2 separate regions of the Gasterosteus aculeatus genome follow, and region 1 is linked to region 2. Evidence: chromatin contacts called from public Hi-C data. All regions are on one chromosome and are shown on one strand. The core of a region is the stretch at or near the end of the contact, and the rest is flanking DNA. Distances in the headings are between cores, read along the strand shown. Region 1 overlaps actn1 (actinin, alpha 1). Region 2 holds the start of dcaf5 (ddb1 and cul4 associated factor 5).

Evidence for each region. Hi-C and Micro-C count contacts between places; a contact is called where the count stands out from the background.
Region 1: a Hi-C map of tail fin shows a contact between it and region 2, with 4 times the contacts expected there. The contact joins the enhancer-like site here to the promoter of dcaf5 in region 2. A contact is called at or near these places in 3 of 6 Hi-C or Micro-C datasets (skeletal muscle and tail fin).

The regions. Positions count from the first base shown.
Region 1 is chr15:13,329,856-13,336,549 of fGasAcu3.hap1.1, forward strand. It overlaps actn1 (actinin, alpha 1), which reads left to right. Exons shown (of 21, transcript XM_040199383.2): 11 at 1-123; 12 at 217-367; 13 at 767-875; 14 at 1,257-1,397; 15 at 1,738-1,920; 16 at 2,388-2,522; 17 at 2,693-2,872; 18 at 3,658-3,804; 19 at 5,741-5,821; 20 at 6,575-6,694. Among protein-coding and RNA genes, the nearest start is that of cox16, 5.2 kb to the right of the region's middle. Within about 2 kb of position 1,781, at least 2 of the 9 cell types and tissues checked have open chromatin away from gene starts, as enhancers often do.
Region 2 is chr15:13,275,359-13,281,938 of fGasAcu3.hap1.1, forward strand. It overlaps dcaf5 (ddb1 and cul4 associated factor 5), which reads left to right and starts at 3,756. Exons shown (of 9, transcript XM_040199097.2): 1 at 3,756-4,760; 2 at 5,722-5,865; 3 at 6,371-6,407; 4 at 6,522-6,580. The coding sequence starts at 4,553. It overlaps pacs2 (phosphofurin acidic cluster sorting protein 2), which reads left to right. Exons shown (of 25, transcript XM_040199096.2): 24 at 37-150; 25 at 1,309-3,762. The coding sequence ends at 1,427.

The DNA.
Region 1 (6,694 bases), core at 531-3,030, 53 kb after region 2:
TAGAGGGAGCAGAGAAAGGCTACGAGGAGTGGCTCCTCAATGAGATCCGCAGGCTGGAAAGACTCGACCACCTGGCGGAGAAATTCCGTCAGAAAGCCGCCATCCATGAAGCCTGGACTGATGGTACTGAAAGGAGCAATATCGTCTGGAAGATGCAGCATTTTAAAACAGGCAAAACTCCTGGAGACATTTTTCTTTTTTAAATCTTACTTGCAGGTAAGGAAGAAATGCTGCAAAAGCACGACTACGAGACGGCCTCTCTGTCAGAGATCAAGGCCCTGCTGAAGAAGCACGAGGCCTTTGAGAGCGACCTGGCGGCCCATCAGGACCGAGTGGAGCAGATCGCTGCCATCGCTCAGGAGCTGAAGTAAGACGCCATGAACAGGAGTAGAAAAGCTCGTGCTGCTGCCTTCCGTCCACGCACACCAGAGGAAATGGCGTAGGTCGAGGGTTGAGGACTCTGGCTCCCCGGTTGATTGATTGCTGTTTGTGGTGACCTCAAATGGGCTTTAAGTCATTTGTCATTGTCAAATATTCTCCTCGCACACATCAAAAGTCTCTTGAGCTCAATGAAATCCTTTAGGGACTAAATATTTACATCAGAGAGAAACGCCGACAAAGACCAAGCAGGATCACGAAGGCTTTGCCGTGCACCGAAGAACGACTACGGCGGAAACCAAAGCTTAGGAACAAGATGTAATGGAAACCGCTCCGATTGCTGCTCATGATAATGTCTCGTCTGTTCCCTTGTCTGTTTGTGCTCCAGTGAGCTGGACTACTACGACTCCCCCAGTGTAAACGCTCGCTGTCAGCGCATTTGTGACCAGTGGGACGCACTGGGAGCTCTGACCCAGAAACGCAGCGAGGCCTTGCAGGTGAGACCAGTTCAGAAAGAATCCCAAATAACATCTAAAAGCACTTTGTTATCCCCGTTTTCAAGACCTTTCTCTCCTTCTGGGTGCCGGTTAGAGCAGAAATAAGACCAGCTAACAGATGAAAGTGTGTGTCCCCCACACTGAGAAGGGAGATTTGATTTTCAGGATTTCCCACCGTGCTTGAATATCCTTTTTAAGTTTGGAGATTTGGGTTTTTTTACTTGTGAAAATGCAGTGTGACTCGAAAAAATCCATCCATTTAAGCCCCGGCTCTCTGGAAGATCACGTCTAAAAAGAAATTCCACTCGACAACTCTTTGAAGGTCCTTTTTTTAAAGCCTCTCGGATCGTGCGGTAACCTGGTGTTTTTCATGCTCACCAGAGAACTGAGAAGTTGCTCGAAACCATCGACCAACTGTACCTTGAGTTTGCCAAAAGAGCGGCTCCGTTCAACAACTGGATGGAGGGCGCAATGGAGGACCTGCAGGACACCTTCATCGTCCACACCATCGAGGAAATCCAAGTGAGAGCCGGCCGGACCCGAAGCCGCCCATAGCGGTTTATTTGCACAGAGCCGGCTAGATGTTTCTGCCTGTTTCCAGTTCATGCTAAGCTATGCTAACATTGACCTGACAGACATGAGAGTGATATTAGTCTTAGTAAATATAACCTACTGTTACAAATGTGTAAAACAACAGAGGAAAAGATTTAGTAAACGTTGGAACAGCCCTAATTAAATAACGCACGACTTTCACCCGTACAATATATCATTTTTTGGGGGTGTCCGTTAACACACTGGGAAACAAATATTTGATTGTTTTTTTTGTAGTTTATATTTTACATTTCCTGTGTTTGTGCCTCAGGGGTTAAGCACCGCCCACGAGCAGTTCAAAGCCACGCTGCCAGAGGCCGACAAAGAGCGGCAGGCCATCCTCGGCATCCACAATGAGATTGCCAAAATTGTGCAGACCTATCACGTGAATATGGCTGGCAGCAACCCCTACACCACCATCAACCCCCAGGAGGTCAACGCCAAATGGGACAAGGTAATAAGATCAGTCATGAGCAAGGAACTGCCCACTTCAAGATGATTTTAATCCACCTTCATTTATCTAAAGCAGTCGAGTGTGCGACGCTGACGGCTCTTTTGTTTGTAGGCCACAGATGTGAATGGTGGTTATTTTTATTTTTTTAAATATCAAAGCATAAAAACATGTTCTAGTACAAATCCAAAATATTAGATATTTTTCACAGAGCTTTTGTATTGTTACAGGAAGTCGTCCACTTTGCACACGTTGGTCTGTGACGCTTCTCACAGTTACAATAAATGAGGCTCGCTACTACAATGAAACCGGCCCAAACCAGCCAAAAAAAGTTTCTTTTATTTATTATTTATGGAGCAAGTTTTACAAAACAAGCAGAGAATTTCCGAGAATGTATCAATGGCCCCTCTTCCTTTGACCCCCGTCAGTAATGCATTTGGGTTTTTCCTCGGTGCTCCTGCCGGCTGTAGGTCCGGCAGCTGGTGCCTCAGCGCGACCAAGCTCTGATTGAGGAACACGCACGGCAGCAGAACAACGAGCGTCTGCGCCGACAGTTTGCCAACCAGGCCAATGTGATCGGGCCCTGGATCCAGACCAAGATGGAGGTCAGTGCGAGCAGAGTTACACTGACAGCAGATACATGGAGCATTTAACATACAAGTAAAATACCTTCATTAGATGAGAATGTATGACAGGCAGAGAGACTAATCGCATCATGACCTCCACTGTGTAATGACTCCTTCTTTTCTAAATAATCAGTATTGGCCTCTTGCAGGAAATCGGCCGCATCTCAATCGAGATGCACGGCACTCTGGAGGACCAGCTGACACACCTACGCCAGTACGAGAAGAGCATCGTCAACTACAAGCCAAAGATCGACCAGCTGGAGGGAGACCACCAGCTCATTCAGGAAGCTCTCATCTTTGACAACAAGCACACCAACTACACCATGGAGGTAATGATCGGCCAAATATTTCCCATTGGTGTTGGTTGGTTGGACAATCCGCCTGGTTTTTACGCTGTGTTGGTGTCAAATGAATGTTCGGACAACCACGGAAAAACCTTTGCGAGGTTAATACGGAACTTGCCTGACGTTCCACCAAGTTGTCAGTGCGCCTTATTAAATGGTTGGCTCATCAGCCCAGTGCTGAAGAACTATAAACTGCAAGGAATTGTTTTTACTGGTCACTAATTCAAATTAATCTTGTAGTTCAAATGCTGAACATCAGCTGAGACATTTTCTGATGTTTTGTGTGTGTGTGTCTAGAAACCACGTCTGTGCAGAAGTAGTGGGAAGATTGAAAACTAAACGTTATGGACACTTCCTCCGTAGGTGTATTTTGTCTGCATATGTAGCCACCAACCCAACGAAACTGAAGCTACTGTAAATCTGACTTTATCGCATCAGAAAAAACAGAAACTAGTCCTCTGAAAAAGGAAAAGGGCAACTCAAAGCTGACGTCAAATACAATGTGTTTGGGATTCACCAGTGAAGATGATGCTGGTTTACAGATTGTTATTGACATTTCGTCCTGCAGTCAAAGTGCTCAATGCTCAATGCTTTCTGTATTTATCTCATGCAGTAATATTCCAGCCATGTGCGGGTTAAAACGAGCATCTGTTTTCCGACCTCTGATTGACCCAATGATAAATCCCAGCCAAAACCAGCGCCTCTGAGATTTCTTTTTACTATCCAGCGATTCCGGCTTACGCTCCCCGTGCCTCCCTCTCCTCCTGCAGCACATCCGCGTGGGCTGGGAGCAGCTGCTCACCACCATCGCCCGCACCATCAACGAAATCGAGAACCAGATCTTGACGCGAGACGCCAAGGGCATCAGCCAGGAACAGCTGAACGAGTACCGGGCCTCCTTCAACCACTTCGACAGGGTCAGTACCCGTCCCGAGTCATGGTGCAGACACAAAGCTCCAGGCGGGTGGAGGTGGTGGAGGTCATTTACACTCATTTACACTCGGATGAATACAGACAAGGAAAAAAAATAGTTTTATTAAGAGAATAGAACAGTTGGACATTTGGGAAATGTGTTTATTTGCGTTCTTGGTTGGAGTTTGATGAGCAGATCGACTCTCATATCCATCTGTTATGTAGAGCCAGCAGTTTGTTAGCTTAGCTTAGCTTTAAAACAGGGGTAAACAACGCGCTCCGTCCAAAAGGTCAACCGACCAGTAACTCTAAAACACGGTAATTAACACGCTGTATCTTTATTTTAGTGTTTTTTTAGTCGTACATTTTCCCACGTTGCGGAGGCTTTATGCAAAACGTAACTTAATTATTAGTGAGCTGTGCTAAGGGCTAAGCTAAGCTAACTATCTGCTGGGTTCATTCTGAGACATTGGTGTAGCATCGATCTTTTCCTCTAACTTTCAGCAAGTACATTTATTTCCCACAATGTTGGACTTGAACAGGTTTGTATTTTATATATTTAGACTGCATCAACAAATCAAAGACGTGAAGGTGAGGATACATCACTTCTGGGTGTGTCGTGCTGCCCGACTTTAACGACCCGTTGACTAGAAAACATAAAATGTAACCGTGTGTGTGTGTGTTGCATCAGGCTGCGTATCAACCCTACAGCTTCGTTAAAAAGGGACTTTCAGTTTGGTGACACAAGATTCATCTTTTTAGGGAGAGTGACATTCAGAATTAGCCTCATGCGCCATTGGAAATCTCTCATTGTGTAACACAAGAAGGTTAGCATTAAACGCAAAACAAATACTGAGCAGGACAAATGGAAGAACAAAATCTCTCCATTGAAGGCTGTTTCTATACAGCCGCCCCCCCCCCCCCTCTATCTCCACAGCATAGTGTTTACACTGGGGCTCCGTGTCAGAAACCACACCAATTAAGGATGGGTCTTTATTTAGCGCCCCCCCCCCCTCAACCAGGCTCTCCTGCTGACTCCACCATTGCCTCATGCAGTTTTCCAGAGCTGGTCTACTGTTGATCAATACCTGAGGTTTAGGATCAGACGCATGAAGCCAACCTGAACTGGTTCTTTTGTTTTTCACTGTTTCATGGTTGGGTGGTTTGAGGGGCAGTTGTGTCGAGCCACAGCACCGGATTAATCTGACGTATTGATTAGACAAAGGAAAGATCTTTCTACCTTAGTTTACTCTGGACACATTTGGTCTGCTGTTAGCTTCCCAAAATCTAAGCTTGGCTCTTTGTCACCTTTAGTTAAACCTGAATATTACAAAACCGGTTTGAAGACATTTTATTGTCTTGTTTTCTAACACCTCAAAAATAAACAATTTGTAGGATAATCAAGAAAATAACCAACCAAAGAATACTCACAAGATTACGCGTGTGACATATTTAACTCACTGTATTTGCTGACATCGTAAGTGGCTGAGATTGTACATGTTTATTGAAGCCTTTTTTGCATTGATGCTGTACGAAGGTAAAGAGATGCGATGTTGTGTACACGTGCCATCGACCATGTGAATAACCTCCCCAGAGGGCCCCGCAGTCTGCCTGCCACGATGCACATTAACTCCTGCGAATGCCCCCCCCGCCCGCCCCGCCACCCGCCCGGCACGGCAGCACTGCTGCCCCCGTGTGTTAACCTGCCACATCCTAATGAATATGCACTGTGTTCTCTGTTCTCCATCTCACGCATGGCCCTCTCCCTTCACCCCACCCCTCACCTCACCTCTTTTTACCCCCCACGTGCATGGTGCACTCCCTCCACCCTCCTCCTCCTCCCCCAACACCACCTCACCCCCCCCCCCCCACCGCTCTATGTGTTGCTGCATGGCCTGTGGCCCCCGACGCCTCGCCTGGCTCTGGCCTCCCACGCCGCAGGACCACTCGGGCGCTCTGGGCGCGGAGGAGTTCAAGGCCTGCCTGATCAGCCTGGGCTTCGATATCGCCAACGATGCGCAGGTACTTCACTGTAGCCACGGCACCGCTGTGAGAGGTTTAACTGGTTTCTTTCTTTTTCCCTTTATCTGTTATACCCCTCAACCCCCCCCCCCCTCCCCCCATCCCCAACCCCTCCTTATACTTCCTCTTATTCACACTGTCTTCCTCCATCCCGTCTATCTAAACTCCGGTTTCATTTCCCGCACCTTGCAAACGCCCACGTTGGGGATTATTGCGGCTTTCCTCCTTAATTCTATTCTTTGTTCCTCCTATTCTGTTCCAATCATTGGCCTCGGCTATCCATGCCACTCTACATCTTTCTCTTCCTCCTGCTTTCGTTTATCCATCGCTGACCTTGTAGAAGAGATCAGGAATCATGGACGCTGAAGACTTCAAAACCTGCCTTATCTCCGTTGGTTACAACCTGGTAAAGCCACGAGTGCTCTTCAAGTACAAAAGTTTGTTTGCATGTGATTAATGACAGCAGTTGAAAATGGTAATGGATAGATATAACCTTCGATTTTTAATATCTTATTTTAGATTTTGATGGATGTTTTTCTTCCATAGAGCTTCATAGTAAATTAAATATATGACAGAATGTATTATAAATCATGAATTCTCAACTCACTAGTGGGATATGGGTTTGTGTTGTGCAGTGAAGAAGTTGAAGTCATATCTCTGTATGTAGAATATATTCCCTGTGCTGTGTTTTTGTTGCCATGGGGACTGTCACCGTGGCGACTGAGCCTCACAGTTTCTCTCCGTTGCCACCAGGGTGAAAACGAGTTCTCCCGCATCATGAGCATCGTGGATCCCAACCGGATGGGCGTCGTCACATTCCAGGCCTTCATCGACTTCATGTCCCGCGAGACTGCCGACACGGACACGGCCGAC
Region 2 (6,580 bases), core at 2,506-5,005:
CTGATGCATACATGATCAAACGTCCCCTCCTGCCAGTCATGTTCCTGCCCAAAAAGAGCAAAGACAAGGAGGTGGAGTCGAAGAGTCAAGTGATCGAGGGCATCAGCCGGCTCATCTGCACTGCCAAGCACCAGCAGACCATGCTGAGAGGTAAACGGCCCTGCTGCCCTGTCCTGACCCGTCCTGCTCCTCTGCTCCGCACGCACATCCTCATACTGAGCGCACTTGTTTTTTTCTGTTCAGTTCAGGCTGCAGCTTTTCCTGATAATCGCTCAAAGTTGATCCTCACACAGTAAAACTGAAGAAGGCGGACTGTAAAATGACAGCGTATGGCTGTTAAAGAAATTTGCCTTGTGGAGAGCGCTGTAATTCAGTAATTTAAAATAAAAAATGACATCTTGCTCCAATGCTAAAATACAAACCTGACCAATATATTATTATGGTTTTTTTTGTTTTTTTTTATAGGAAATCCGTTTTTTTTTTAGTACTTTATTCATTCATCATAATTTCCAATATTACTTAAATTTAATATAATACGTAATATTTTTTTTCTATTGTAGCTATCCTTTTTTAAATTAAATTCATCTTGTAATTATATTCTAGATGCTGGTTTTTAGTTTTTACTTATTAATTACTTAATATTTTATAATAATGCAATTTTTTGCTTTATTTCTTATTAAAAACAGACTGGAGGGGTCGGAACAGAATGTAAATATTTATATTCAGTACACACACAGTTAACAAATAAATTACACTTTGCAAATAGGATACCTGCATGACATGGTATAAGTGTACTTATTTGTATAATTTCCCAGTAAAATTATCTTCATATTTAAAACTAAGAAACTACTTGTTTAGTTTGGCAACAGAAATAAAATCATCAACTCAAATCAAGATTTATTCTTCATTTAGGCTATGCAAGTAAGTAAGTAACTTATACCTTATATGTGCAATAATGGGTGTCCAACCACTCAACCCGATTATATTGTATTCTGGCTTTGGTTGTTTTTTAAGGTTTACTTTAAGGATTATCTTATTTTATTTTATCCAAATAACCCACTTACTTGCTCTCTCTTTATTAATCTTATTAAATACAATGTTTTCTTTGTTTGATAAATATGGATTTTTGGTTTTCTGAGACTAATCAGCTAATTATAAAGCAAAAAGCAAAATCAACCGATCAATTATCAAGCCGCTTACTCGACGAAAACTTAAGGATGTATTCAGTTGGGTTGTGTTGACTGTTACACATGAACTCCTGCCACGAAAGCTCATCTTTCCGTTCGTCTTGCGTCTCTTCCTCTGCAGTACTGATTGACGGCGTCGAATGGAACGACGTCAAGTTCTTCCAGCTGGCGGCTCAGTGGTCCTCGCATGTCAAACACTTCCCCATCGGGATCTTTGGGCACACAACGAGCCCCTACTAGCAGCCACCACTACACCGAGGACAGTGCCCCCCCCCCGTGCCAACTGCTTTTAACCTCTCCTCCCCCCGCACACTTCTTCTATTCTGCTATTTCAATTTAAGCTCCTGCTTTCATCTGTTGCATTTGTCCGATTATTTAATATTTTGCGTGTTCTTTTTTTAAAATTTCTATTTATGGAAAATTTTCTTGAGGCAAAGCTTCCAAGAAAAAATATGCTGATGTTTTATAAACATTTGAGAAAAACAGAACAAATTAAATAATGATTAGACATTACATCTAATATTTAACATGCTTGTGTGAGTCCCCATGTGTCTTTATCTCCCCGTAATATATATATTTTATATATATATATGACATCATGATGTCAATACATCATGATGTCATGTCAAAGATGATGAAGACATTTTACATTTTTTAATTGTGAAACTGTTGTAGATTCATTGTCTCAATCCCGAAGAAACTAAGTTCTCAACTACGTGCAATAGACTGAAAGCCGCGTGAATGTGATTCTTAATAAGTGATTCTTAATGATCACCTGGCACTGATGAGGATTACACACAGCTCTCAGCTGGGATTTTAAACCCCGTTTCTTTATTTTCTCCTCCTTGTTTGAGGTTTGAACTGTTTTGCTCCAAAGGGACGTATGGGAAATTAGAATCAAGAAATTCTTCGTAGCACAAAATGAACCTTTCAGATGGTAGTCTGGGCAGAATGGAATAAATTAACATGTTGGTCGTATCACTTTCTTTCTGAGAGTTAGATGAGATGATGAATAAATATGTGACAAAGCCAGCGGTCAGTTAGCTTAGCTTAGCATAACGGCTGAAAACAGGGGGAAACTGTTTGCCAGGCTCTGTCCAAAGATAGTAAAAATAATAAAAACCTACCAGCACTCATTAATGAACATGGATGATCTTGTTTGGGTGTAAAATGACAAGTTGGGGATTCGTGGTGGGATTTAGAAAGATCCCACCACGTGCAGTCATGCAACCCTCCCACCAACTTGTCATCTTATTCACTCCAGTAACAGAAAAATTACACAAATATAGTAATACTATCTTTTTTTGTATTTTCTGCAGACGTATTATCCAGGATAATAATCTTGTTATTGTGGATTATTTTGGCCGTGATAATCATGTGGTGCCGTGGGCCTCTTCCCAGCCTTCATACTCCGCTAAGCGGCTGACAAGCCAGCGATCCACCCACCAGCATCTGTAAAGCTCGCTTACTAACTAGTTTGGGTTTTACACCGAGCCAGCCGAGCTGCTGCTCCAGGTTTCCAGTCGTTGTGCTAAGCTAAGCTAATCAGCCGGTAGCTGCAGGTTCATGTAGCTACCAGAGATCCTCCCATCTAACTCTATAAGAACGTGTATGTATATTTTACTCCACATGTCTCGCTGTTCCTTGAGGCTGCAAATTAACATTTCGTCCCCACTGTGTTTATTTTATAAAGACCTCTTTGTCCTCTAGCCTCACACTCCTTGGATACACTCCATATCTGTTGCTAAAAATCATATGTTACCTTTGCCAAAGGAATACCTGTCAACTGCAGCTCACTCGTTACCTGTGTGGTGTTATAGAAGACTTCATGATGTAGAGGTGAATGTATTGAAGGTACCTTTAATGTAAAGCACTTTTAAATGTTTGTCCGTGGGCGTTAAACACACCTGCAGGTACGGCTGACTGCGGTTCACAGACGCACATGGACAGACTGTGCGTCTGCCGTCACATCGGAGCTAAACAACAGCACAAACAGCGGTGACGTGGAATCGTTTATATGCAAAGCCAACCGAGCGCCTGTCTCCTCTCGGGGCTGTGGAACATCTCTTTATGCCCAGCGCGACGCCTCCTTGGATTTACATCTTCGTTTAATATTCAGTAACGTTATGTGTATGTGAAACGTTGTTGTCAGTAGATTTTACTCAATTATTTGTTAAATTTTAAGCATAAAAGTGTTTTTAAAAGCAGTTTCATCATAACCGTTTTCTTAATAAGTGCCTAAATTGCTTAATTTTGACAAATCAACATAAATAATTTGTTCTCTGCTTACACGGTGCTGATTCTGGTTGGACAACTAAATGCAGTGGATTGATTTTGCTGTATAAAGTTAAGGAAAACCACAATTGGCGCTCAAACATGGGTTTGAATCAATTACAAGAAGACTACAGCCCATTCGTGTTGAGCAGACATTTGTTTAAACTGTTTTAGATAGAAATTGTTTAGTTACTGTTTTTCATGTTGTTTCAGAGAAAGGCTTGCTCAACCTGAAGGTCCCCTAAAGACCACCACTGTAATCCCAAAACTTGGAGTAATAAAACTACTATACACACTAAAATGTACTGTTTTTTTCCTAAAAACTAGATCCCCCAAGACATTAATAAATGAAATCATCATCATAGTTTTTGAAACACACATATACATGAACCAACCTTGCTTATACAAGTAAAGCTAAAATGGTCATTTTCATGCAACACATTTATGAAGATTTACTGATTTTAAAATATTTTTATATTTTCTGTACTAGCTGGACAGTTAAGGGGTAATTGTGACGACATTTGTCAATATGTTGAGAGGTTTCTTGCAAACCAAACCAAATAATCAGAATCCATAATGGGAATTCTAATTAGTTACTGCCCTATACCAACTAGTTTTAGAAAAGATATAAAAACGAAAAGGATTACAAATGATAGTCGAATTATATTATGCATGTAATTTCCCTGCTATTGACAAACTAATAAATGCAGTTATTTTACTTATAATCGTCGTAGGATTTTCTGTTGTGCGTTAAGGATCTAAATACTGCTTATATACCACACCATAGATTTACCTCTCCCCAAAAATGTGAACGGTGGAGAATTTAGGTGGAGGTGAAACATACAAAGGGAGCGAATCTGGAGAGAGAGAGCGAGCGAGCGAGCGAGCGCGCGCAGCAGGAAGCTGCTCCTGGGACCGCCGAGCCGAGAAGAAGACAGAGAGGAGGCGCATAAACAACGTCGACATCCGCGGGGTTTCCAGCATAATGTGACCCCGCCGGAGCATCAGCAGCAACGCGATGTCGAAGGCGCGGCGGTGAAGAGCCGAGAGCCGAGCCGCGTTCCCCCCGCCTCGCCCGTTGTCCGGTGACCATGAAGGAGCCGCGGGGCTGCGGTATGCGCTGCTCGCTGGGCTTTCTGTCCCGCAGGGAGCTGACCGGGCAGCCGCTCCTGAAGGAGGAGTTCCAGAGGCGCAGGATGGCCGGCTGCACCAGCCTCTACAAGAAGGACATGCTCGGTCACTTCGGCTGCGTCAACGCCATTGAGTTCTCCAACAACGGCGGAGAATGGCTCGTGTCCGGTAAGTTGACAACACCCCCCCCCTCTCTCTCTCTCTAGCTGTGACTGTTGTAATGTGTTAGCATGCTAACGCTAGCTTAGCCCCGGCAGTCCGCTGAAAGCCCCCTGTGGGCTACCAGTTAGCTAAGCTAGCCTAGCCTTCTTTTGCTAGCTGGCTAACGTCAAACGAGACGAACAGCCCTGCAGCTCGGAGGGGACCCGTATCTGTCCCTTATGTCAGTCCTCGTCATTGTGGCCCCCAAAGTGGACGTGACCCCCCTCCCCTTTCATGGGTCTCATCATGGCTGCCAGTTTGGTACCTCAGAGCTATTTAGCGTGATGTCCCGGGAGGATTAAAGACCATCATCTGGCCTTGTGTAACAACCTGAGGCCGTTTTTGGCCGACTTTGCACAACTGAGCCGAAGACAACTTTATAAATGTCATTTGATGCGCTTGACTCCGCTTGAGCAGATTAGTGGGAAGGTTTAGCTGTGGCGCATCAGCTCTGACAACACATGACAGAAAGATAAATGCTGTTCGTGTATAATTATTAACTCTGAAAGCGACCTCCTGATCAAGATTTGCACAATGTGCCTCCTACAAGTTTGCCTTTGTGTGTTGAATGCAAAATGCCTTCCTTGCAGATTGTAGTCTGGGCTTCATGTAACTGAATAAAGCAATTGTCGATTCATTTATTATCGTTTATTCAATGAAATGTGTTGTTTCTTATAGCCAATTCGACCCAGACTGGATCCAACATATTTGGTTTTATGAATTTGTCACTTCACTTGCAGAGTAACAAAATGAGTCATTATTTCCCTAAATATTTCCATTTTGTTGTGAAAATGGATCTGGATCTGTCAAACGGATCTGAGAAGTGAACTTCAGTCCCGTTGAACTGCCAGGCGACTCGACTGCGTCACAAGTAAGTCGATGGGAAGCAGCTGCTGTAATGTGTCCTTTTGTTCTGTCCCGTCTCCAGGAGGAGACGACCGGCGGGTTCTCCTGTGGAACATGGAACAAGCCATCCACGCTCGATCCAAGCCTTTGAAACTCAAGGGCGAGCACCTGTCCAACATCTTCTGTCTGGCCTTTGACAGCACCAACAAAAAGGTCTTCTCCGGTGGTAAGAGCAACAGAAATGCACTCTCACAACATCTTCGCCCTTTGACCTGTGCAGGGGGTTTTGTGCCTTCTCGCTGGTAGGTAAAAAGAGGATCTAATAGTAACTGAGGAAACGATGCGCTTGGGCGAAGTCACTTAGGGTTGCAAAGAAATGAATATATAAATTTGGGACCAGAAACCTTATGTTTACTTCATCAAAAAGATTCTGTCCGTCAAACATGTTAAAATGCTAATTGGATGTGCACTTGAGCACTTTCAGAAATGTTGTTTGTAGCTGCTTTATTGCACAGTAATGTTGTTCATTGGGAAAATATCCATTTTCTAACCTGCGTGATCTGCTGTGTTGGAGTCACGTGGTGAATGCTGCTCACTCTGTATCGGCCCTGCAAATAATAAATGTATATTATGATGTATTTGATAGAAAATAAAGCAACAGCAACTGTTTTTCATATCAACAGAGCAACTTTATTTATTTTATTACACTTTCTCTGCTTGTCGTTTTGCAGGAAACGACGAGCAGGTGATTCTTCACGACGTGGAAAGGTGAGTAAAATAATCTTGATGCAACTCGCGTTGACGCGCACGCATCCCAACGTGAAGCGCTCTGAGAGCGTAAACACAAGCGCGAGCTATAACGGCCGACCGCTCTCCCCACAGACGGGAGACTCTGAACGTGTTCCTGCACATCGACGCCGTGTACAGTCTGTCCGTCAGTC